Regions from separate parts of the Oryctolagus cuniculus genome. Here region 2 is linked to region 1. A link is a contact called in public Hi-C data. All regions are on one chromosome and are shown on one strand. Each heading gives the region's core, a stretch centred on a gene start, on an enhancer-like site or on the middle of the called end of the contact. The rest is flanking DNA. Distances are from core to core; before and after follow the strand shown. Region 1 holds the start of WBP4 (WW domain binding protein 4). Region 2 holds the start of MTRF1 (mitochondrial translation release factor 1).

What was found. A called contact is a pair of places that touch in the nucleus more often than the background predicts.
Region 2: a Hi-C map of embryonic fibroblasts shows a contact between it and region 1, with 4 times the contacts expected there. The contact joins the promoter of MTRF1 here to the promoter of WBP4 in region 1. A contact is called at or near these places in 4 of 6 Hi-C or Micro-C datasets (embryonic fibroblasts, psoas muscle, skin fibroblasts and 1 more).

What each region holds. Positions count from the first base shown.
Region 1 is chr9:60,307,577-60,313,179 of mOryCun1.1, forward strand. It overlaps WBP4 (WW domain binding protein 4), which reads left to right and starts at 3,531. Exons shown (of 10, transcript XM_008260030.4): 1 at 3,531-3,965; 2 at 5,128-5,200. The coding sequence starts at 3,964. ELF1 (E74 like ETS transcription factor 1) reads right to left here and starts at 3,287. Exons shown (of 9, transcript XM_070048741.1): 1 at 3,149-3,287. TRNAE-UUC (transfer RNA glutamic acid (anticodon UUC)) reads right to left here and starts at 3,118; the gene lies at 3,047-3,118.
Region 2 is chr9:60,447,627-60,453,229 of mOryCun1.1, forward strand. It overlaps MTRF1 (mitochondrial translation release factor 1), which reads right to left and starts at 3,127. Exons shown (of 11, transcript XM_017343503.3): 1 at 2,986-3,127; 2 at 423-581.

The DNA.
Region 1 (5,603 bases), core at 2,281-4,780:
ATTCCAAAATTTCTGTACCAAAATAAACTTACATTTCCATTAAAATTCCATTTTTCTACAAACTCTTTTGAGGTATCCTTGTAGAATATCCTTATCTTCATGGAACTTACATTCTAATATAACATGACAAGAAATAAAAACAAACAGGGTAATTTCAGAGAGTAAGGAAATGAAAAAATTGGGTAAAATAACCAGAAAGTAACCAAAGACAGAGTTTTCAGCTTGGGTGGTCAGTAAAGACTCGAGATGTTAAAAGTTGGAAGGGGAATAGAACAGGTAGATGAAACAGCAAGGAATAAAACTCTAAAACAGGAGTAAGCCTGGCATATTCAAAGTGCACAAAAGGAAGCCAGTGTCCCTAAAGTATAATAAACAGAATGGGTAGGAGATGAAGCAAGAAGAGGCCCACATAACATTGAGCCTCAAGGACCTTGGTAAAGTATAGATTTTAGCTCAAAATACCACAATCATTTAAATTAACACAGGTGTTCATCTCTACTAACATTTACTGAGTTTTCACATATCTCTGATTACACCTAGCAAATATTAAAAAGGTAAATATATTTAATTCGACTAATCACTACTCCGTGGTCCAAGAAAGCACCAAAAACATGACTTCCAATGTTGTTTTGGTGACAAGGCGAAAGTGTGTGTGTGTGTGTGTGTGTTTGAATCCTCACAAATTTATGACCTAGTCTTCCCCCATGTTAGGAACACAAGTATATCTTACTGAGAGTAATGAGCAGCACTGTATTACAATATAACAAAATTTTCAGTAAAAGAAGCCAGTAAGAATACAGTTACAGATCATTCTCATAATTTAAACCTAGACCTCATTCTTATAAACTGAATTCCAATTAACTAACTGTTTTTCTCCATTCTATTCATTAAAAGTGAACATTTAACTCCTAAACATAAAATCTATGGGCACAGAATATATTTCTACATTGTTTGAGTCTTTTAAAACAACATTTTTTCACATCTTCTATACTTGGGTTTTTCAAACAGGGAAAAAAGTGTTTTTAAAACCCTAGTAATATAAAAGGTCCCTGTTACCTAGTCAAAACTTACCAAGTTAAAAGTCCTTCCTACTTTCCCCAGCTGATCCTCCAGGCGCCCAGTGCTCCTGCCAAACCAGAATGCTCACCAGCCTCCCGCACTTGTACCCCCCCCCCACTTCAGATTTGTGATTCACATTCCCCAACAAGAGAAATCCAACCAGTTCTTCAAGGTCCAGAGCAAAACCATCATCTCTGTACTCCAGGAGCGCTAACCACTAGCAGACACTGTCCTACCATATTCTACTTGGTAAACGATTAGATGATCAGTTTACCCATACCCTACCACCATTTGTAATTACTGGATGCAGAGTTTAATATAGCACCCATTTTAGCACCATTTGGGACAGTATAATACTAGGTGATTACAAAACACAAGGTCAAAAGTTAAGACCTCTGTGGAGACAATAAAGGCAGAGACGTCTTCCCTTTCAATCTAATACTTCAGTAACTTGTTCTTCCTAGTAACATAGTGCTGCTCCTTATTGAAATGAAACTTTTACACTTTCATTACTTTCCATGATTTGCCCAACGATTCTAGCCACTCTGAGGTCTGTAATACCTTATCAAGAATTGTAGCTCTTCCTAAAGCCAGAGGGCAGAGAAGGTGAAAGATCTGCACAAGGTCACACAGCTAATCACCAGTCTCAAGATATGATTCCTTCCAGTATTCTATGCACTACCCACTAACGTGAAGAACCCAACATCAGTTAACTTCAAAAGCAGATGGCAGTGCCTGGCGTGTTAAGGGCTCGAATGTTTGCATCAACAGCATTTAAAATAGTAATTAATTTCTCATTACACAAATCGCATTCACGGACGATCTTCAAACCTATTACGCAGTTAAATCTACAAAACAGTCGGAACACATACTAACCACTGAAACTTCTGCTCTTAATAATGGCACCGCTCAGAAGCCCATCCGCAAGAGTCACTTTTTCCTTCTTCATTTGTCCCCAGGGGCCCGACAGACTAAACATTATAGCTGACCCTATTTTTCTAATTTCAACTGCATTTAAGATAACGCTTTTGTTTCATTTACGGCTCACGCTGCTGACACAGCTGCCCAGTCTTTGTAATAAACACAGGGCTTCTATATTTAAAAACACAGTGCAACTTTGTTGTAACATCCCCTCCCCAGTCTCCGGCCAATTTTCTCTTGCAAGCCCCACCTCCACACCAGGATTTTTTAATTAGCGGCGCTCAAAACGTTGGCCCCTTTGGAAAGTCCATTTTCTTCCTTAAAGACGTCTCATCACAGAGGTATTTGCCTTCCCCGCAGCTCATCGAGTGTTTCTCAAGGGGAGAGGGAAAAACATTGAACAGCCTCCCTTCCCCCAAGGCCTTCTCTAGGGGCGGGGGCACTTCTGAGCCTGTGCCCAGCGCCCGGTGTCAAGTCCAGGGACTCGGCAGGCCCGGCACGGGGTGCCGCGGGCACGCACGCGGCCGGCGGGGGTGCCCGGTGCGCGGGAGCCGCGGGAGGCGCACCGTGGTCGGGAGGGGCTCTCGTCCACACGGAGCCCACGGATGACACCGAGCGCTCCCAGCGAGGGCGCGGGCTGCTCGGGGACTCCCGGGGTAGGGGACGAACACGCCCCGCGCGTCCCGGGACCGATCGGAAGGGGGCGGCCGAGCAGGGTGTGGGCCGAGGGGGCGCCGGGAGGAGATAACGCGGGGCCGAGGTTAATCATCACCTCCCGGGCGTCTGGAAAAATACGGCGACCCGGGGCCGGCGGAGCAGCCCCGGAGAAAGCGAAACTCCCTTCGGATCTAGCAGCCTCAAGAGCCCGAGGCGGGAGAGGGACCCCAAGTGCACTCGTTCCTCCAAGGACCCGCGCTGCCCCCCAGAGTAGTAGCTCAGCTCCCGGCGCAACTAACACAAATTCATCTACACACGGGACAGGAAAACAGCCATTCAAAGTAAAATAAGTCAGTTTCCCAAACAGCTTCTCAAAAGAAAAACCAAAGGGAAAAAAAAAAATTCTACATTCCCATACCGGGAGTCGAACCCGGGCCGCCTGGGTGAAAACCAGGAATCCTAACCGCTAGACCATATGGGAAGTGCTGATGAGGGAACCACCGTAACCCACCTGACAAGCGTAAGCGCCGCCGCTGCCTCTACGCTCACGGCCGCCGTCGCTGCCGCCGCCGCCGCCGCCGCCGCCTCTGCGCCACTCGCGCCGCGGCAGCCGCTGCCCACGCGCAGGAACGAGCCGCCCGGAGCGCGCGGGCGTCGCGGGGGAGGGGCGGGGCTTTCTGCCGCCACGGGAAAGTTCTAAGGCGAACGAAGCCCAAGCCACTCGCGGTCCCACTACCAGCGGTTTCACCTTTCTTTCCTAACTCTGCCAACAGCCCCTAGCCCGCAAGTCCGGGTTGCTCCGCTGGTCAAAGTGCGTGCGGGCTAGTTGGCCAAGTTGAGGGCGGCGACGTCTCTGGGAACAGCTGTTTGCGTGCGGGGCGGAGGCGAGGCGCGAGCTCCTTGGCCACGAGCCAGCGAGCCTAGAAGGAGGGTGGAGAGTCTGGGTCTCAGAGGAGGAGCGAAAGAAAGCGGGGTGGCTCGGGGACCTGAGGCTTGAGAGGCCTGTCCTTCGGCTCAGGTCCCGTCGCGCTTTCGCCCCTTCTGGGTGACCTCAGCCCCTTTATACAGACCCCACCTCTCCGGAGCCGGGAGTACCGCCCCTGTAGGGGGAGGGGAAGAGCAGGCGACTTCGATCGCGGATTGAGTCGTGCGGGCACCCGTAGTTGGGAACCGTGGAACGCCGGTCCCGGGAGAGAAGGGAGGTGTCCTAGCCGGGAGGGAAGCTCGGGTGGGCCTCGCGGCGGGCCGGGGCCCGACTCGCCCCCGCCTGGAAGAGCGCGAGTGTGAGTCGGAGCTGGGGCGACGCGCGGAGCGGCGGGCGCAGTCATGTGAGTTGGCTCTCAGGCCCTGAACAACGGGGCGTTGTTTCTCTGGGAGGCCCTGTCTCCCGCGGGGCTCCCCCGCCCCGCCGCCGCCGCCCTCTCCCGCCCTTCGGCCGGGGGCGTGACAGCGCGCTCTTAACTCGCTCGGGACCGGCCCCAGACCTGCGGGGCTGCTGCTCGGGGCGGGGTAGCCGTGCTGCCCAGGGGGCGTGCGGCCCGGACTGTGGGCCGCGAGGCCGCTGGGGGTGCGACGCCTTGGGGCGTCCGGCTGCGGCGGCGGGGGTCGCGGCCGCCCTTTGGGGGGCACTTGAACCCTAGCATGTCGTGAAGCTTTGCCTCCGCCGCCCTCTGGAAGCGGCCGGCCTTCCTAGCGTCAGGACTTCTTGTCTGCCTCCTTAGGGACCTTGGCTTTTCCAGCTCTCTGGCCCTGAGGCGCGAGAACAAAATGTATTAACTGGCAGTGTCGGAGCCTTCTCCAGGGTAGTTTCATGCTTAGTCCTTAAGATGGAAACAACTGGATTTGAGGCAGACTCTATATAGAGAGTTTCTGCAGGCCTCCCTTACAGCGACCCACCCCCTCCCCCCAAAAAAAAGAGAGGAACAGAAAGGATAAATATTTTTTTTACTTAATAAATGTGAATTTACAAAGTGCAACTTTTGCATTGTTGTGGCTTCCCCCCCAACCTCCCTCCCACCGGCAGCCCTCCCATCTCCCACTCCCTCTCCCATCCCACTCTTCATCAAGTTTCATTTCACTTACCTTTATATACAGAAGATCAACTTAGCATATACTAAGCAAACATTAACAGACTGCACCCACACAACCGCACAAAATAGAGAGTACTGTTCGACTAGTAGTTTTAGGATAAATATTTTTTTTCTCCAAGATGTTCCTGTTTACTCATACCGATGATAGTAACAAACCTGGAATTTAAGTTTTAAAGCTTTTTTATTATTGAAGGAGTTTTAAATCCAGTGCATGCATTTTCTAGTGTACTGTGAACAGAATTTCAGTTGACTACTTCATCTAGATAAATAATAAAACGGAAAATTGTATCACAAGATTCAGTTGCAGGGCTTATATAGGATACTCTAAAGAGACATAAAGCTTGCAGAATTTGACCTTTTTAAATTTCAAATCAGCTACGACTTGTTTTTCCTTTTGCAGGGCAGACTACTGGAAGTCACAACCAAAGAAGTTCTGTGATTACTGCAAGTGCTGGATAGCAGACAATAGGCCTGTATGATAATTTCACCCTCAAGAGATTTGAGTAATATTGTATATATGTGAAATGTTGCTTTTGATCAAAGTTTAGAGTTTACGAAGCACTTTCCTATTCATTGTTCTTGATTCCTAAAGATATCAAAAGATTTTTGTTGTCTTATCATCCCGTGTGAAAGTTATGAGCATTCTTTTCATTAATCTAAACTTGATTGTAAAGCCAAATTATTTCTGTTTGAAGCAGATAATCTTATCCATCTTTATGAAACACATGATGATGATGTTTGTAATATTGTCATATACGAAGAAAAATAAAAGTGGGAAACCTTTAAAACATAAAAACAACATAATGTTAGTTTTTCTTGTATGTTTCCCACTCTAAAAATATTTGATGCACAACTTAAATTTGAAATCTCAACTGT
Region 2 (5,603 bases), core at 1,877-4,376, 140 kb after region 1:
ACAGAACAAAGGGATGCAAACTGATTTTTGTTACAATACTTCTAGATAAGATTTCCATCTTGGGAACAGCGGTATAACTTTTCAAGGTCATGAACACCAACATTTAGAAACAAAACAAGACGTTTATTCTCTAGAGTTATCTATATCTGAGAACACCAAAAACTTTCCATCATCCATCACAGTACCAGTATTACCCTGATATTTTAGGAACAATTCTCATCGTGGCTACGTCTGAAGCGACGCTAAGCCGGCGCACCAGCCGCACGTGCAATTCATTCTATAACTCAGTATATATGGAGCGATTACACAAGGAAGCAACACGGCAGTGGAGGGCAAATGGGTAAAGAAAAAAAGTCCTCTTCAGATCAGGAAAGAATTGTAAGTACCTAAGAAAAAGAAGAAAGGAGGTTAGCTTTCCTTACTGAGGTCGGAACCTTCCGTGGCACCCAAACATTGCAGCCCGAGACGCTCTAGGTCACTGTCACTTCCTGATCCACTACTTCCGGATTACCACTTGCTTCCGGCTCCTCACCCGTCCCGACCTTTCTCCTGAGTAGTTGCGGGTGTGCCATTGCGATGCGCTAAAATGAGAAAAATGATAAGGAGAGAAAGAAATTTTTGTGAGACTGCCACCTGCCATATTTTCCAGAGCGGGAGCCCAGGGTATGAGTTGAGATGGTGGGAGGGACAGAGGGACCTAGAAAGGAATAAACCACAACTCCTTGTAATTCTTACCAAGGAATCCTGGGAGTTGTAGTTTATCCTGCCACAGGCACCCTCATCGCCACTCCCACCTGAACCAAAGGTGGAGTTTTGGTTTTCACAGTCACAGGTAAACTAAGAAGGTGCATTTCCTTGGATCTGATTAAGAGATCAAGATTTACAACACACGAGTATTATGGATAAAATTACTAGACTTCCTTTCTATATTAGGAACCCCTAAAGCAGTGTTTTTTTTTTTTTTTAATTAATTTATTTATTTGAAAGGCAGAGTTACAGAGGCAGAGGCAGAGAGAGAGGTCTTCCATTCACTGGTTCACTCCCTAAGTGGCCACAAGGGCCAGAGCTGAGCTTATCTGAAGCCAGGAGCTTCTTCCAGGTCTCCCACATGGGTGCAGGGCCATCTTGTACTGCTTTCCCAGGCCATAGCAGAGAGCTGGATCAGAAGAGAAGCAGCCAGGACTCGAAATGGTGCCTATATGGGGTGCTGGCACTGCAGGTGGCGGCTTTACCCACTACCAGCCCCTAAAGCAGCGGCTTTTAAAAATGAGAACCCCCTTTCCATCATACCAGAATTCAGGAGATTATGGTAACTGCTTGTAGTTTCAGCTTCCATTGCTTGAGAAACTAATGAACAAGAGAGACTATAAAGCGGTATGGAGGGGCTAGCGCTGTGGCATAGTAGGCTAATCCTCTGTCTGCTGCAGGACATGCCATTTGGCTACCAGTTCCTGTCCCTGCTGCTCAACTTACTTTCTCTGCTCTGGCCTGGGAAAGCAGAAGAAGAGGGCCCAAGTGCTGCGGTCCCTGAACCCACGTGGGTGACCTGGGGTAAGCTCCTGGCTCCAGATGGGCCCAGCCCCGCTCCTTGGCCATTTGGGAAGAGAATCAGCTGATGGAAAACTTTTCTCTCTGTCTCTCCCTCTCTCTATCTGTAACACTACTTCTCAAATAAATAAATAAAATCCTTAAAAATAAATAAAGGCCATAATAGAACGCAAAAATAAGTTAGTGGTTCTATAGGTAATATTGCATGCATATGTGAAATTTATAGGTTGTAAGCCCCCGTTTAAATAGTTTAAAAGCCATTCAATCACAGGAAAATGCAGATATATTGCCTTACTTTGAATATTCCAGTGTAATATTGGTTATCACATTTACAAGTCATTTGTTCTCTTTGCTTTCTGCCTAAAAAGCAAAGGCAAAAATACCCCAAGGGGAGGTTAAGGCTTCCATCCAGTTTCCTGCTAATGTATCTTGGGGGGCAGGAAATGATGGCTTAAGTGCTTGGGCCCCCAACACCCACATGGGAGACCTGAATGGAGTTAGTAAAATAAAACTCTAACAAAAACTTTAAAAGTATAACCCATATTACTGACTTAAAATATTTTCTTGAACAAGTTTTATTTATTTATTTATTTTTATTTGACAGAGTTAGACAATGAGAGAGACAGAGAGAAAGGTCTTCTTTTTTCTGTTGGTTCACCCAAATGGCCACTACAGTTGGCGCTGCGCCGATCCAAAGCCAGGAGCCAGGTGCTTCTCCTGGTCTCCCATGCGGGAGCAGGGGCCCAAGCACTTGGGCCATCCTCCACTGTACTCCCAGGTCACAGCAGAGATCTGGACTTGAAGAGGAGCAACCGGGACTAGAACCTGGTGCCCATATGGGATGCTGGCGCCGCAGGCAGAGGATTAACCAAGTAAGCCATGGTGCCGGCCCCAAATAAGTGTTTTCTTAAGTTATGATCATATACTTAATAGGAGAATTAGCCATAAACACGAAATAATACCTAACATTTATGAGTATTACCTAGTCAAGGTATCGGCTATCTGCTTTGTAGTAGATAATATTCTAAATTACTTAATTTTTAAAATTTATTTCATTGATTTGAAAGGCAGAGTCACAGCGAGGCAGAAGCAGAGAGAGAGCGAGAGAGAGAGAGAGAGAGAGCTACCATTCACTGGTCCACTCCCCAAATGGCCACAAGGGTCAGAGCTGGGCCAATCCAAGGCCAGGAGCTTCTTCTGGGTCTCCTGTGCAAGTGCAGGGACCCATACACTTGGGCCATCTTCTACTGCTTTCCCAGGCCATAGCAGAGAGCTGGATCAGAATAGGAACAGCTGAAACTAGAACCGGCACCCATACAGGATGCTGACACTGCAGGTAGTAGCTTTACCCACTGTGCCATAGCACCGGTTCCAATTACTTAATTCTAGTAATTCATTTAATTCTCATGCCCTCAACCCCTCCCCCTAAATGCTTACTTTTGCAGAGGAGAGGAGAAAAAGGCATGGAGAACTTAAGTAATTTGTCCAAAGTAGAAGACTTAGTAAGTACTGGAGCACAGATGCAAGCCAGGCAATCTATCTCGGTGATCTATGGCTCTTGAGCTTGCTGCAGTGGTCCCTCCCCTTAAAAGAAGAAAAGAAAACTTTCAATTATTCATTCACTGTCATATGAAACACCAGTTATGTGCTATTGAGTGCTCAAGGTATGAGGATTTGGCATTGAACAGAAAAGACAAAAATCTTTGATCACATGGAACCCCTGTTCCAGAAGGGAACAATTCCAAAGAGTCCATGTAGGAGGCTACTTCAAAAAGTTTGTCTAGAATTAAAAATAAGTTTAACCACTGGCATTGTGGTGTAATGGGTTAAGCTGCCACCTGTGGTGCCAGCATCCCACATAGGTGCCAGTTCAAGTCCCAGATGCTCCATTTCTTTTTTCTTTTTTTTTTTTTTTTTTTGACAGGCAGAGTGGACAGTGAGAGAGAGAGACAGAGAGAAAGGTCTTCCTTTGCCGTTGGTTCACCCTCCAATGGCCGCCGCTGCAGCCGGCGCACCGCGCTGATCCTGGCAGGAGCCAGGAGCCAGGTGCTTTTCCTGGTCTCCCATGGGGTGCAGGGCCCAAGCACCTGGACCATCCTCCACTGCACTCCCTGGCCATAGCAGAGAGCTGGCCTGGAAGAGGGGCAACCGGGACAGAATCCGGCGCCCCAACCGGGACTAGAACCCGGTGTGCCGGCGCCGCAAGGTGGAGGATTAGCCTATTGAGCCACGGCGCCGGCCTTCTTTTTTCTTTTTTAATTAATTTATTTATTTGAGAGACAGAGTTACAGAGACAGAGAGAGGGAGAGACAGAGAGAGGTCTTCCATCCACTGGTTCACTCGCCAAATGGCTGCAACGGCCAGAGCTAAGCCAATTTGGAGCCAGGAGATTCTTCTGGGTCTCCCACGTGGTGCAGGAGCTCAAGCACTTGGGCAATCTTCCATTGCTTTCCCAGGCCATAAGCAAAGAGCTGGATAGGAAGAGGAGCAGTCGGGACACAAACCGGTGTTTATATGGGATGCTGGTGCCGCAGGCTCCTCTTCTGATCTAGATCCCTGCTAATGTGCCTGAGAAAGCAGCAGAAGATGGCCCGAATACTTGGTCCCCTGCCACCCATGTGTGAAATTCAGATGAAGCTGCTGGTTCCTGTCTTCAGCCTGACTCAGGCCTGGCCATTGCTGCCATCTGAATAGTGAACAAGCAGATAAAGGGTTTCTCTCTCTCTCTCTCTAGCTCTGATTTTTCAAATAAATAGATCTTAAAAAAAAAAAAAAGGTTAAATGAGGTCATAAGCATAGGGCTGACCCATAGGATTAGTACCTTGCCAGGACCATAACCTTTGACCCACCAGCCTCAAAAGCTGTAAGTAATAAATTCCTGTTGTTTAAGCCTCCCAATCTAAAGTATTTTGTTATTTTAGCCTGAGCAGATTAAAACACATTTGTAAAAATTTATTGAGATATATATGAAACTTTATGTACTTTATGTGTGCTATTCCTCAATTTGAAAAAATTTTCTGAAGAAATTTATGCTTGGTGTTATACATATTATTTCCTCCTCCAGATTTTTAAAGAAAGAAAATAATGTAGTATATCTGTATTTATTAATATGCAAAGACGTCCACAGCCTATCATTAAGTGAAAGTGCATGGTTAGAAAATACAGAGATCTGTTCCATTTAAGAAATACATGATTCATATATGTACTTTAAAGTCTGATGAACTTACAAGTAATCTTTATTTTTGTTTTTATGATATTCTGTGTTTCTTGAAGTTTTGTGATGCACATTATTATAAACAAGAAAGTTTTACATTTTTAAATCTTTGGTTGAAAAAGTCTGTGGGATATTATTATTATTATTAAATATCACTTTATAATGTTAAACAATTTTTACTTTCAAAGAGTCTTATATCAGGGCCATTGCTGTGGTGTAGTAGGCTAAGCTACAGTGCCAGCATTCCATATGGGTACCAGTTCAAGTCCTGGCTGCTCCATTTCTGATCCAGCTCTCTGCTATGGCCTGGGAAAGCAGTAGAAGATGGTCCAAGTCCTTGGGCCCCTACACCCACGTGGGTGACCCGGAGGAAGCTCCTGGCTCCTGGCTTCGGATCAGTGCAGCTCCTGCAGTTGCAGCCAATTAGGGAGTGAACTAGTGATTGGAAGATCTCTGTCTCTGCCTCTGGCTCTCTGCGACTCTGCCTTTCAAATAAATAAATCTTAAAAAACAAAACAACAACAACAAAAAAGGTATCTGTAGAGACTGGTTGAAATCAGGCTAAGCTGAAGTCTTTGGTCTGGGAAATTTCCAGAAGCACTGGAAACAAAAGCCATGACTAACAGCACACTATGAAGATTCACCTGGCTTTCTGGTTCTCAGGAATTTGAGCACTTAACCATATCTTGAGACATCCCACAATGTGAAGATTGGCAACAAGCTGGGATTTTTATCAGACATATATTACTATAAAGTGAAATAAAAAATTCTTTATCAGTTTATTACAAACTTTCATTCAAACTTTTACTATGGGGGGAAAGAAATGAAAAATCAAAGAATA